Regions from separate parts of the Xenopus laevis genome. Here region 2 is linked to region 1. Evidence: chromatin contacts called from public Hi-C data. All regions are on one chromosome and are shown on one strand. Each heading gives the region's core, a stretch centred on a gene start, on an enhancer-like site or on the middle of the called end of the contact. The rest is flanking DNA. Distances are from core to core; before and after follow the strand shown. Region 1 overlaps ccdc175.L (putative leucine-rich repeat-containing protein DDB_G0290503). Region 2 holds the start of XB5727110.L (potassium channel subfamily K member 16).

The links. Hi-C and Micro-C count contacts between places; a contact is called where the count stands out from the background.
Region 2: a Hi-C map of the XL177 cell line shows a contact between it and region 1, with 5 times the contacts expected there. The contact joins the promoter of XB5727110.L here to the enhancer-like site in region 1. A contact is called at or near these places in 2 of 4 Hi-C or Micro-C datasets (the XL177 cell line and the XTC cell line).

What each region holds. Positions count from the first base shown.
Region 1 is chr8L:94,326,329-94,332,247 of Xenopus_laevis_v10.1, forward strand. ccdc175.L (putative leucine-rich repeat-containing protein DDB_G0290503) reads left to right here. Exons shown (of 21, transcript XM_018230673.2): 4 at 949-1,060; 5 at 1,288-1,423; 6 at 2,543-2,771; 7 at 3,284-3,406; 8 at 4,621-4,730; 9 at 5,253-5,334. The coding sequence starts at 1,021. Among protein-coding and RNA genes, the nearest start is that of ccdc175.L, 9.0 kb to the left of the region's middle. Within about 2 kb of position 3,558, at least 1 of the 7 cell types and tissues checked has an H3K27ac peak or open chromatin away from gene starts, as enhancers often do.
Region 2 is chr8L:94,529,270-94,534,828 of Xenopus_laevis_v10.1, forward strand. XB5727110.L (potassium channel subfamily K member 16) reads left to right here and starts at 3,715. Exons shown (of 5, transcript XM_018230830.2): 1 at 3,715-4,127. The coding sequence starts at 3,930.

The DNA.
Region 1 (5,919 bases), core at 2,308-4,807:
CTGAGGAGCTTGCGAATGGGTTGGGGGCCCTTGAAGTAGCAACCCCTGATGGCTCCCTACACACCCCAGTCTGACACTGATTTTGGGCATGTAGAGAGACCATGTATATTTCTTGACAACACATCAAATACTGTGCCATTATATTTTTTAAAGCCTTATACACGGCTCTCCATCCTATTTTTAAGGGCACTTAAATTATTAAAGGAGAAGGAAAGTCGTTTTGCTCTAGGGGGTGCCAAATGTTAGGCACCTCAAGTGAATGTATTTACTTACCTGAAACCCCAGGCCGGAGCTCCTATCGGCAGAAAACTGCACCGCCGGGATTATTCCAGCGAGCACCACAGATCGCTCCTCTTCGGTGAAGTTTTCTGCTGATAGGAGCACCGGCCCGAGGTTTCAGGTAAGTAAATACATTTACTAGGGGGTTCCTAACATTTGGCATCCCCCAGGTGCTAAACAACTTTCCTTCTCCTTGTGTTGGTGTTTTAAATGTGTGTGATTATTAAAGGTTGTGGTCTCTGTGCCTCTTCTATTTTGTTTAGATCTGACCACATATAATGAGTGGAATCCAAAAGTATCCCTTCTGTGTATTATATATATATATAGTGAATAAAGTACCCCCTCTTGTAAAATATAAGGATATTATAAGTTACCGAGGAGTTTCATGACCATATAAAAACACGAGGCCGAAGGCCGAGTGTTTTTATACAGGTCATGGAACTCCGAGGTAACTTCTAATATCCTCATATTTTGCAACTGGGGATACTTTATTTATTATAATACACAAGTTTCAGTGAGTCATGTGACAGAAATGACATCACTACTCACCGTTTATAACTGATGACATCTGAACTCACCGTTTATAAGAAAATAATTTACAAGATATTCATGGCTTTTGTGTATTATATAATATTATTTACTACTAGTAAATCTTTTTTGAATCATTAGGAAAATGCTAGAAGGGCTACACGTGAGCGTCTGGAAGAAGAAACAATAAAGACCAGCAAATTGCGGTACAGAATGCAACACCTCCCAAGAATAATAACAAAGGAGATAGAAGGTGATGGTACTTTTATGCACTGGTGTGTGTTATGTGTCTGAACCTCTCTCAGTGTTCTATGGGGATCAGTAAGGTCAAACAATAAGAAAACATCTCCTCTTATGTTCAGTATGTTTCCTCAGTGTTGTCTTTACTGTAACAATCAGCCATGCCTCCAGCCTTTTCTAAGGGTTTGGTTATATGTTATTCCCAAGGTATGGCTCTTTATTTGATTATTTGTGTTTTAGAGGCAGTTTTAAGTGCACGACTATTGAATGCATCAGAGCTACAGCAGCTGCAAAGTGAGTTAACAAACAAAATACTGGATCTGGAACATGCTGCTTGGAGACAAACTGAGCTTGAAGAAAGGAATTTGTCCCTTAGGTATATTTTGTTTCTTCCTCAAATGTATCACAACAGAAAATGTATGGAATTGTGATCCATGTATTGTTGTAATCTTGCTATCTAAGATAGCTAAATATGACTGAGAAAAGTGAAAATTACAGTTACGTGTATCTAATTGAGTGTTTTGTCTCATTACCTAGAGCTGCTGAAGTTTTTTTTTTATTTTTTGTATCTACTATGGTTGGTTTTATTTTTGTGCATTTTTATGGATAGTTGATGGATCCCTGTGATTTGGGGCATGCAAAAAGAATCCTCTCTATCAATTCCAGTTCCAATTAGTGTGTAGTTTATTATACAATTATATACAGCAGTGATCCCCAACCAGTAACTCGTGAGCAACATGTTACTCTCCAACCACTTTGATGTTGCTCCAAGTGGCTTCAAAGCAGGTGCTGATTTTTGAATTCCAGGCTTGGAGACAAGTTTTCTATTGCATAAAAAAAACACATATTTTGCCAAACAGAGTCTCAATGTAGGTTGACAATCCACATAGACTAGCAAATGGCCAATCACAGCACTTATTTGGCACTCCAAGAACATTTTTCATTCTTGTGTTGCTCCCCAATTCCTTTTACTTCTGAATGTTGTTCAAGGGTTCAAACGATTGGGGACCCCTGATATACAATATGTGCTGATCATTTATATACCAGTAGATTTAAGTCTGTACTTTTAATGTTAGCCTTTACACCACTGTAATTATTGTCTCTTGTTATCAGCACCACTACCATCTATCAATGCATTTTCAAGATGCTTATTTTCTATGAAAGGAATTTAGTAATTTTTTTTTTATTTAGACCTTTTATTTTTTGCCACAGACGTTGGTGAATGAGACATTGGAGAAAAACTGCCAATGTTTATTGTGATCCATAGCACCCAAACATATGTTTACTTTCATTATTTTTACTGCACTAAACAAACACCCACAACAAATATCTATCGGCATTAGATTACAGAAACATATATTTTTTGGCTTACATACAAATGTATAGTATTACCTGGGAAATGTTTTTTGTAAATCCATGTGCAAAGGATTTTATTATTGCCCTGGCCATTGATTCGTATTGAATAATAAAATGTGTTATTGTTTTCATATCCTAGTCAGCAGGGTAAAATAATGGGGGAGGCGTACCAACAAGCCGTTGATATACTTAACCAGCAGATGGCAGAGAAGGCTCACCTAAACATTGTAGTAAATAATACTCACGTGAAATGTAAAGAAGCCCAAGATGCAGTTATTGAATACAAAAACCGAACTGAAGACCTGGCAGAAGACATGATAACTGAAAGAGAAATATTTTTGGAGGAGAAAAGCCACTTGATTGATGAGGTGCTACTGCTTATCTTTATATACTGTACATATATTTTGCAAGATATGAATTTTTCTATACAGTATATGTTCCGAGAGAAATGTTTTGAGTAATAACATTGTATATAGCACTTTTGCAATATTGGTATAACATAGCCATCTTTCTTTTTAAAGACCAGTGTCTTGTATATTTTGCTTCAGAATAATGTTTTTTTTCATTTTGCATAGAAGGGTAATATTTCCTGGATCTCTCAATTTTCCACTGATGTGGATTAGAGGAAAGATAAACACAGCTTATTTGTAGGTGTATTATTCCTGCTCACTGTGCAATAATGATCAGGAGCATTGTGAATGAAATACAATATGAATTCTAGTGCATCCATATAATTGTCTTGTTTCACATCTACCCATAGAGACTTAATCACTTCTAATGGATTATGCACAATTCTCTGTTTATTATACACACTCTGCCTTACTTGGATATATAAGTAAACGTAAAGTAACCTGCCATTTTAATATGCTTCATGTTGCAGATTGAAGAGACAGAGATAAAAATAAGGATCCAAGAAGAACAAAACAATGAAAAAAACAAAATTTATGTCCGCCTGACCTCCGTGCTATTTAAAGAGGAGGAAAAGATAAGCAAGGAAAAAGAGGTAGAGAAAACATGTTTTTCTAAAGCTTCTTGGCATGATTTTCTTTACCAGTAACACTTTACTAAACTAATCTTGTCCAATACAATTTCTGTTAGTTTAGGACCTGAAAAAGCAGGCCAAGAATCGGCCCCTACATTGACATCGGCCTTCTTCTCTGCCTGCACCCAGAACCGTTGCGTTAGCCCAAGTGCAGGCACAAGTGGTGGATTCTAAGGGGCTGATTCTCGGCCTGTGTGTTTCAGCTGCATGTGGCATCACCCCAAGGCTTGGCAACTCCAACCGTAATAAACTTTCTTCAGCAACAATTATTTCTGTTATCCCACATCTTTTATCCCTAAAGATTAGTTCTTCCTACTCTATAGGTTTTCTAATACCTGTTATACTGTAATCCTGTAAGTGCTTTTTATGTAACAATACAGTTGGCAGTATCGCCTATAAACTCATGCATTTGATAAACAAAAATACATAAAGAAAAACCCACAATTCATACCATATCAAATGGCATCAGACTTCATCTGATGAAGTGCCAAAGGCACAAAACATACTAGGAGGGAGGAACTTAGAGACCATGGAACACCAGGATACCTCTGTTTGGTATGAACTTTTTAAATAGTTTTATTTGTGGTCTAAATAAACATTTTTATGCTTGGCAATGACACTTGTTTGGATTGCTATATTGTATATTCAGGGTCAGAGGCAGTATCTTGAACATTAACTATATGGCTTACTCCTAATTATTTACTGTGATTGTTAACTGGTTCTTTTTTACGCATATTTTAATAATAAGCCACTCAAATTAGCTTTTTTGTTCTCTTATAACCACGAGTCAATGATGACTGTTTCTAAAAATGCTAATAGCAAAAATAGTGCACAAAATGTAATGCTGCTTGTGGTCAAGGTGACTCACTGCATTTTGATTGCCATTACCCTTTTACAGTCAGGCCCGGACTGGCCATCTGTGGGTTCTGGCAAATGCCAGAGGGGCTGCTATAAGGTGCCATAGAAAGTCAGTATTTAGTGGGCTGGTGGGGGCTGTTTGGGTCTCTATGTGGGCTGAGTGGGCCTCTGTGTACCTGAAATGCCAGGGCCTAATTTAATTCTCAGTCCGGACCTGTTTACAGTAATCCATATATCTTATGTGTTTACATGTCTCGGCTGTCCTGAAAGTTTCTTAAAATGTTTAAACCAAGTGCTGTATTTCTCTTTACTAACAGATTATTCTTGGCATAAAAGATGAGATATTACTTTTACAAGCCTTGCACGCCCGACTAACAGAAAAGCTGGATGCCAAGAGACAGGAGTCCCAGAATCTGGCACAGAAAATGTGAGAATATAACCTATACTGATGTTAAACCAAGCACTTAGATATTTAGGTTATAGGGTATTATAAAATATTAGCTTATTAATATCTAGAAGGTGTTCTTCCAGATGATTGGTAAGCCAGCTAATGGAAATAAATAGAAGAGGTCTTAATTAAAAACATAATAATATTAGGGATCCACCAAAACCACTTTTTCCAGATTCAGGCAAATACCGTTTTTCCAAAGTGAATCCCAAAGCAAACCGAACCCTAATTTGCATATACAAATGAGAATAATTCAGGAGGAGAGAAAATGCACTTGCAAAAAAATAGCAGCAATGTGCTAAATCACATAATCATGTCATGTGATTTTAAGGGTTTGATTTAGGTTCTGCCGGATGCTTGTATTCCTCCAAATGCAAATCTTGCAAAAAAGGCTATGATTCTATCAAATCCAGAACCAGATCCAGTGCCTCCCTAAATAATATCTTGTCCCACCATCACAGTAGTTTTGAGTATTTGATACAATGTATATTTGTGTTTTAGACATGATTTTAAAATATGCATTGAAGAAATGAAAGACAATTACACAAAAGAAAGGAAATCGCTGAATGAAAAGATATCCGAGGTAAGGAGAGATTGTACTATTAAAACAAGAAATAAAAATGTTCTGTTGAGTTACAAAAAACAACTCAATGCTTAATACTGGTTATACTACATAGGGTATCACTTACAAGTGACTGTTTAGTATATGCCTTTATTCTCTCTGCCATGTTTTAAGTACATGACAGTGTTTTATTAGTTGATTCACTTGTGTTCTGGCGATATTGTTTATGAATTATTGGCACTAAGTGAGTACATCCTCCCCTGTAAACTCAACAGCAGCGCCCCAAATGTCACAAATTTTTTCTTTGTTTCATTTAATATATAATAAGACAACCTTCCTCTTTAGTTACTATTCTCTAAATATCCATCTGCATTTTTTCCCATCTTCTTCACTGCTATTCTAAAGGTATAGATTAGTAGATTAATTTTCATGTGTAATATTTGGAAAAATAAGTCAAACCATAATGCATTTTCATAATGCTATTCAGGGCCGGATTTACATAGTGGGTGCCCCTAGGCCCACTACCATTCGTTGCCCCTAGGCCCACTACCGTTCGTCACCCCTGTCCCCCTCCAGGGGGACAGGAGCAATGGGGATTGGCGTATG
Region 2 (5,559 bases), core at 2,465-4,964, 200 kb after region 1:
GCTGGGTGCTTTGGCTTAGGACCATCTATGGGTGCAATAAAGACTGCTATTCAAGTGAGGAACTAAGGGTAGGCAGAAGAGGCACGTGCCTAAGGTGCAACAGAATGGGGGTATAGGCACATACTCTGCCTCCTTACCCCTAGTTCAGCTTTCTATTTAACTGAAGCTGCTTTGGTGATGGTCACCATCTCACGTAACCGCTGCTTGTCCCCATCAAGGGCATGAAAATATTGCTATGTAAGTTAATACAGAATTGCCAGGATGTTTTTTCATTTTGGGTAAGTTTTCAGTGTACCTTTATGAATAGTGTCAATGCTTGCTCAGTTTTGATCCATCTGAGCACTATGCAAATAGCACTTGCATTCATAAATAAGCACTTCGAAAATGCAAATGAGAAATTAACTTGCAGTAAATCACTTGTCTTCTAAAAACTTGCCTCATAAACAGATGAATTGGTGCAAACAACATTTTTTAAAAAAACGAATAGATAAACAGTGCCCACAGCTCACACATAATCTACTCATTGAAACAAAACAAATAAGGAAACAATACTGCCCCCTAGTGGAATTCAAGATAATATGTGGTATCAGCTATACAATATCAGCATAATCTTCTGGAATACAATTAATCATTTAACCAATTACTCTCATTATGCTTTAGGTGCCAATTTGTTTATTTTAGGTTATTAACTGCCAGTCACCCCTTAACTGTACTGACAGCTCCTTCATCAGGTAAAATGACAGTTAAGTGCAAATTACTCAAGGAGTGGATTTTTGCCTTACCTGGTAACTGGCCACTAACTGCCAGCTGTTCACTTTGCCTCATGGCAGGTGCAGCCCTGGTGTCACCTCTGGCATGTGGAATTAATAACAACATTTGTTTCTGATTCACTGGGTGCTAGTCAGTTGAGGATATTGCTAAGGGAGCCTAGAAATACTTGCAGGTTTAGGCAGGCAAAAAGTCCAGGTTTGCTTTGTGTCAATGAGTGCTTTTGTGCACTATGTATCAGAGCCCTATCTAGATTAAGGTCAGGCAAGTGCAAGAGTTTAATATACAGAGCTATATTCTAAGCTGCAATTGGTCTTCATTTTTTGTGATTTATGATTATGAACTATTAAATCTCCCCAGTTTAAAACTTCAGAACTTGTTGGGGTCCAGTTTACCCTAGCAACCAGGCAGTGGTTTGCATGGGAGACTGGAAGAATAGCAAAGGGCCTGAATAGAATTAGAAGTGATAAAAAGTAACAATAACATTGTTGCCTCATCCATTGATCATCCATAGAGTCCATTCTTAAAAGTTACTTGCACCAATTCACCCCCTCCTGCCTGCTTGGCCCAAATTAAGATTTGAATAGGCCCAACCAGCCCCCCACCAGCCCCCCCACCAGCCCACTAAATAGTCACTGTCTATGGCATCTTACAATAGCCATCAGGGGGGACAGGGGGTACAAGTGTACCAGGCCCGGGCCTGAAGGGGGGCCTGGCAGTGCTGAACTTTTTGAAAGAGCCGGGTCCCCCTTGACAGCGCCAAGCCTTGCCGCCTCCTTCCGAAGTCCTGACAGCTGAAATGTGGAAGTGCTGAAAGTCCCGAAGTCCTGAAAGGGCAAAAAGACCCGCCACAAAAATAGCCGAAGCCAAAGTTCCGAAGCGGTGAAAAAACCCAAAGTCACGAAAACATCCGAAGTTGAAGTCCTGAAGAGGTGAAAAGATCCCAAACTCACGAAAGGAGACAAAGCTGAAGTCCTGAAGTCAATTCCTCTAAACACCAATATGTGTTTTTTTAAATTTTTTTAATCCCCTGGCCACCAATGTAATATTTTAATACTCTATAGGCCCCTGCCACCAATGTTTTTTTTTAAAAATATTCTTTGGGGCCCCAATTTTTTGTTAACTTGTAAGGGGGGCCCTGGTGCCAATGTTCTTTTAAAAATATTCGTGGGGCCCCAATTTTTTTTAACTTTTAAGGGGGGCCCTGGCACCAATGCTTTTTTTTTTTTTTTTTTTTTTTTAACTTTTATGGGGGGGCCCTGGTGCCAATGTTTTTTTTAACTTATAGGGGCGCCCTGGTCCCCAATAGCTTTTTATAACTTGTGTGTGTGGGGGGGGGGGGTTACCTTTTTTAACGCTGATGTCTGTGTGGTCTTTTAACTGTGATGTGGAGTGGGCGGGATCTGGGGTATTCAATTCTAGTTTAAGAAATAATCAAGTTACTCTTCAGCATCTCACTCTCCACAACCTCACACTCTTCATGCTGAGGTCTGGGTCAGATTTTGACAGGTAAGTCTAATACATCTTTTAGGAGGGCTCCCTTTCTTAGCTGAATAACTCAAATAACCAACTCCAGCACAAACAAAAGGTAATAGCATACTGTGGCAAACACCCTACACGCAGAGACATCAGAGCCAGTTATTTTAAAAGAGTGAACACCTAAAGGATGTATTAGACCTAACTGCTAATCAAAAACTCACTCCAACTACTGCATAAAGACAGAGAGACAGGTTGCTCAGAGAGGGAGGGTGAAGAGTAACTTGAGTAACAGAATTTTTTAATTAATTATACAGTATTTAGAACGTTTCTTATTTTAGCAAGATGAACCTTATATCACATTTTAATTTTTGCAAAAGATCCCCTTTAAGTAGTGCCTAATAAGGAGTGTTCCATTTACATACCTATTCAGCGACCACATCATCAAAGACATCAGTCTATGCCTCCACTTATCTTCTTGTAAGGAGATTATAAAACAATAAAAGGTCCATGGCTGGTATGACACAGTGACTGTAAAACACCCAGAGAGAAGGTATGCCACTCCCAGAATGCTGTATAACACGGGGCAGATGTGGAAAAACTGCAGAAGCCAGTACAGGTACAATTAATGAACAAAGGGAAGGGCTGTCATTGGGTCATCTCTCTATCCAGGAAGTAGGAACCAAACAAGTGAAGAGACAAGCCTATGCCTGAGCCTGAGAACTGAAAGAAAAGAAAACCACTAAAATACTTACCTACTAGCCGAGGATGAGTAGAGTATAACAGTGCTTTATTAGGAGGCTCTCAAGCAGCCATCACACAACAGTAAGCTTAAACTCTAAGAGTGGAGGTGTTTTTTCCCATTGGACTACCTGAGGTCTCTTGGTTAGGAAGTCCAGGATCCAGTTGCAGATAGAGATGTTCAGGCCCAGCATGCTCATCTTAACACTCAAGTGCTGAGGAATGATTGTATTGAATGCTGAGCTGAAGTCTATGAACAGCATATGTACATATGTGTCTTTATTGTCTAGATGGCTAAGTGACAAGTGCAGGATAGTGGCGATGGCATAAACCCCTTTAAAGAATGGATATTTAAATAATTTTGCCCAGGGTTCTTTTCTCTGAGAGGAGTGAGGCTTTTCTAGTCATGGATTTGTAGCTGTGCAGCTAGGTACTATTAATGCAAATCTGACAATGAAACTACTGTTTCAATGCCTTGTGTTTTCCCTAGATCCCTAGATAATATTGTGATTAAAATAATAACAGAGTTATGATTTACAATGTTTAGAAAGGATTTGGGTGACCTATTCAAAACAATAAAGGAATAAAACACAAATTGGAGGGGCCAGTTCCTACAATTATGTGTTTAGTTAATAAAGTGCACGCTTATTTAAACAAATGATGCAATTAGTCTTAGGACGGCTGTTTCCTATAAACTTTCAGGAAGTGCAAACATTGTCTAAACTCAAAGTACAAAGTTTGCCTATGAGACAAGAGCTTATTCCTGTCACTGACAAGCCACCTACTTTACTCGTAAGGAAACGGGGACCCGTAGAAAAAAAGGCTCTTCACAGTCCAACCTCATCCACCCTTGAGTCACAATCTGTGTTTCCTGCTTCTCACAGATATCAACAAGGAAGGCACCACAGCAGCAGGGAGAAGAGCGGTGGAAGCCACATAACAGCATGCCTTGTGCTGAGACATACAAGAGCATTTTCTTAGCTGTGGCATTCATGGTATATTTGCTGGCTGGGGCACTTGTATTCCAGGTGCTGGAAAAAGAAGCAGAAGATACAGCAAAAACTGACACAGAGCGCCATAGACTGGACTTCTTGAAGAATTACACATGCCTCACAAAAGAAGCCTTGGATCATCTAGTTCATGTAAGAAACATGTTTACAAAAGCTCTAAACAGATATTGTTTCTGGGCTCAGTAATGTGGGATAGGAGCAGATATCACAATTATACATAGTGCAAGTACGGTCAAAGACCAAGATTTTAAAGAGGCAGCTTAGTTCAAAATGATTTACTAACATTTTATATCATTTCCTTCTGTGAATTTGAGCAAAATAGTTTTTTTTGTAAATGTGAATATTTTTCCCATTTATGAAAAGTTACATTTATACTAGAACAAATTCTCTCAATGTTTTTTTTTATGATTTGTTTTTGTGTAGTTCACTATTTTCCTAAATGGCTCACCTTCATATTAACTTTTAGTATATTATAGACTGGCCTATTCCTAGGAACAAGCACTTGGTCTTCATTATTTATTTTTTGTTGAAATAGTCCTTAATAAGTTTAACATTATAAAGAAGTCAGGAACAGTGCACTTAGAGAAGCCAACAATCATTTCAAGTCAAAAATATAATTTCACAGTTCCCTCAGGGCATAAGGGGAGGAGAGTCTGGTGGAGTGTTAGTAGGGATAAATATCTTGAGACAAGGGATCTGGCAACCCCATAAAGTGAATATGCTAGGTAATAGTAATTTTCATTATTTTTTATAATTTTTCAATGATTTGCCTTCTGTCTCTTTACATCTTTCAAATGGAAAAAACCTGCAAAAAGCTGTTGCTTTGTGTGGCTATTTTTTATTGTTATTATTACTTTTATTACTTAACTGTTAACTTCATATTCAGCCCCTCGCCTATTCATATCATTCAAACCATGGTCTGGTTGCTAGGGTAAATAAGGCCTTAGCAACAAGATAGCCGCTGAAATACCCAACTGGGGAGCAGCTAAACTTAAACCTAAATAGCTGAAAAGCTACAAAAGATAAAAAATGAAGACCAGCAAATTGTCTCTACATAATATAATGAATTAGTTTAAAGACGAAACCCCCACCTGAAAGTGTTTAGGTGCTATAGCAAACATTTTTGCTAGTTTTTTTATTTGTGATTTTTTTTAATGAAAATGTATGATTAATTTCTGCATGTGAGAAAATATTTTTGCATTCCTGTAAATGTGGGATAGAAATATTTGCAAATAATAGCAAAAAAACATACAAAAAAGGCAGAGAACGTGTACAGGATTGTTCGGAATCTTAGGAAACTCTTCCTATAGTGTGGTTTAGACAGGAGTAATCAGATAGTGACTAGTGATAGTAGTGCTATATTGGATTTATGATCAAATGACACGTTACAAGTGTGCAAGTAATAAAGTACCTTGGTAACAGTGATAGTAATATTGCCTTATCTAATGTACGTTATAAAAAACAAACACTGAGTCAATGAAGACACAACTTCAGGACAGTCACATTTATGACTTTAAGGTCATATATAGACAATTGTTTCTAAGCACAGAACAAATCTGGTTAA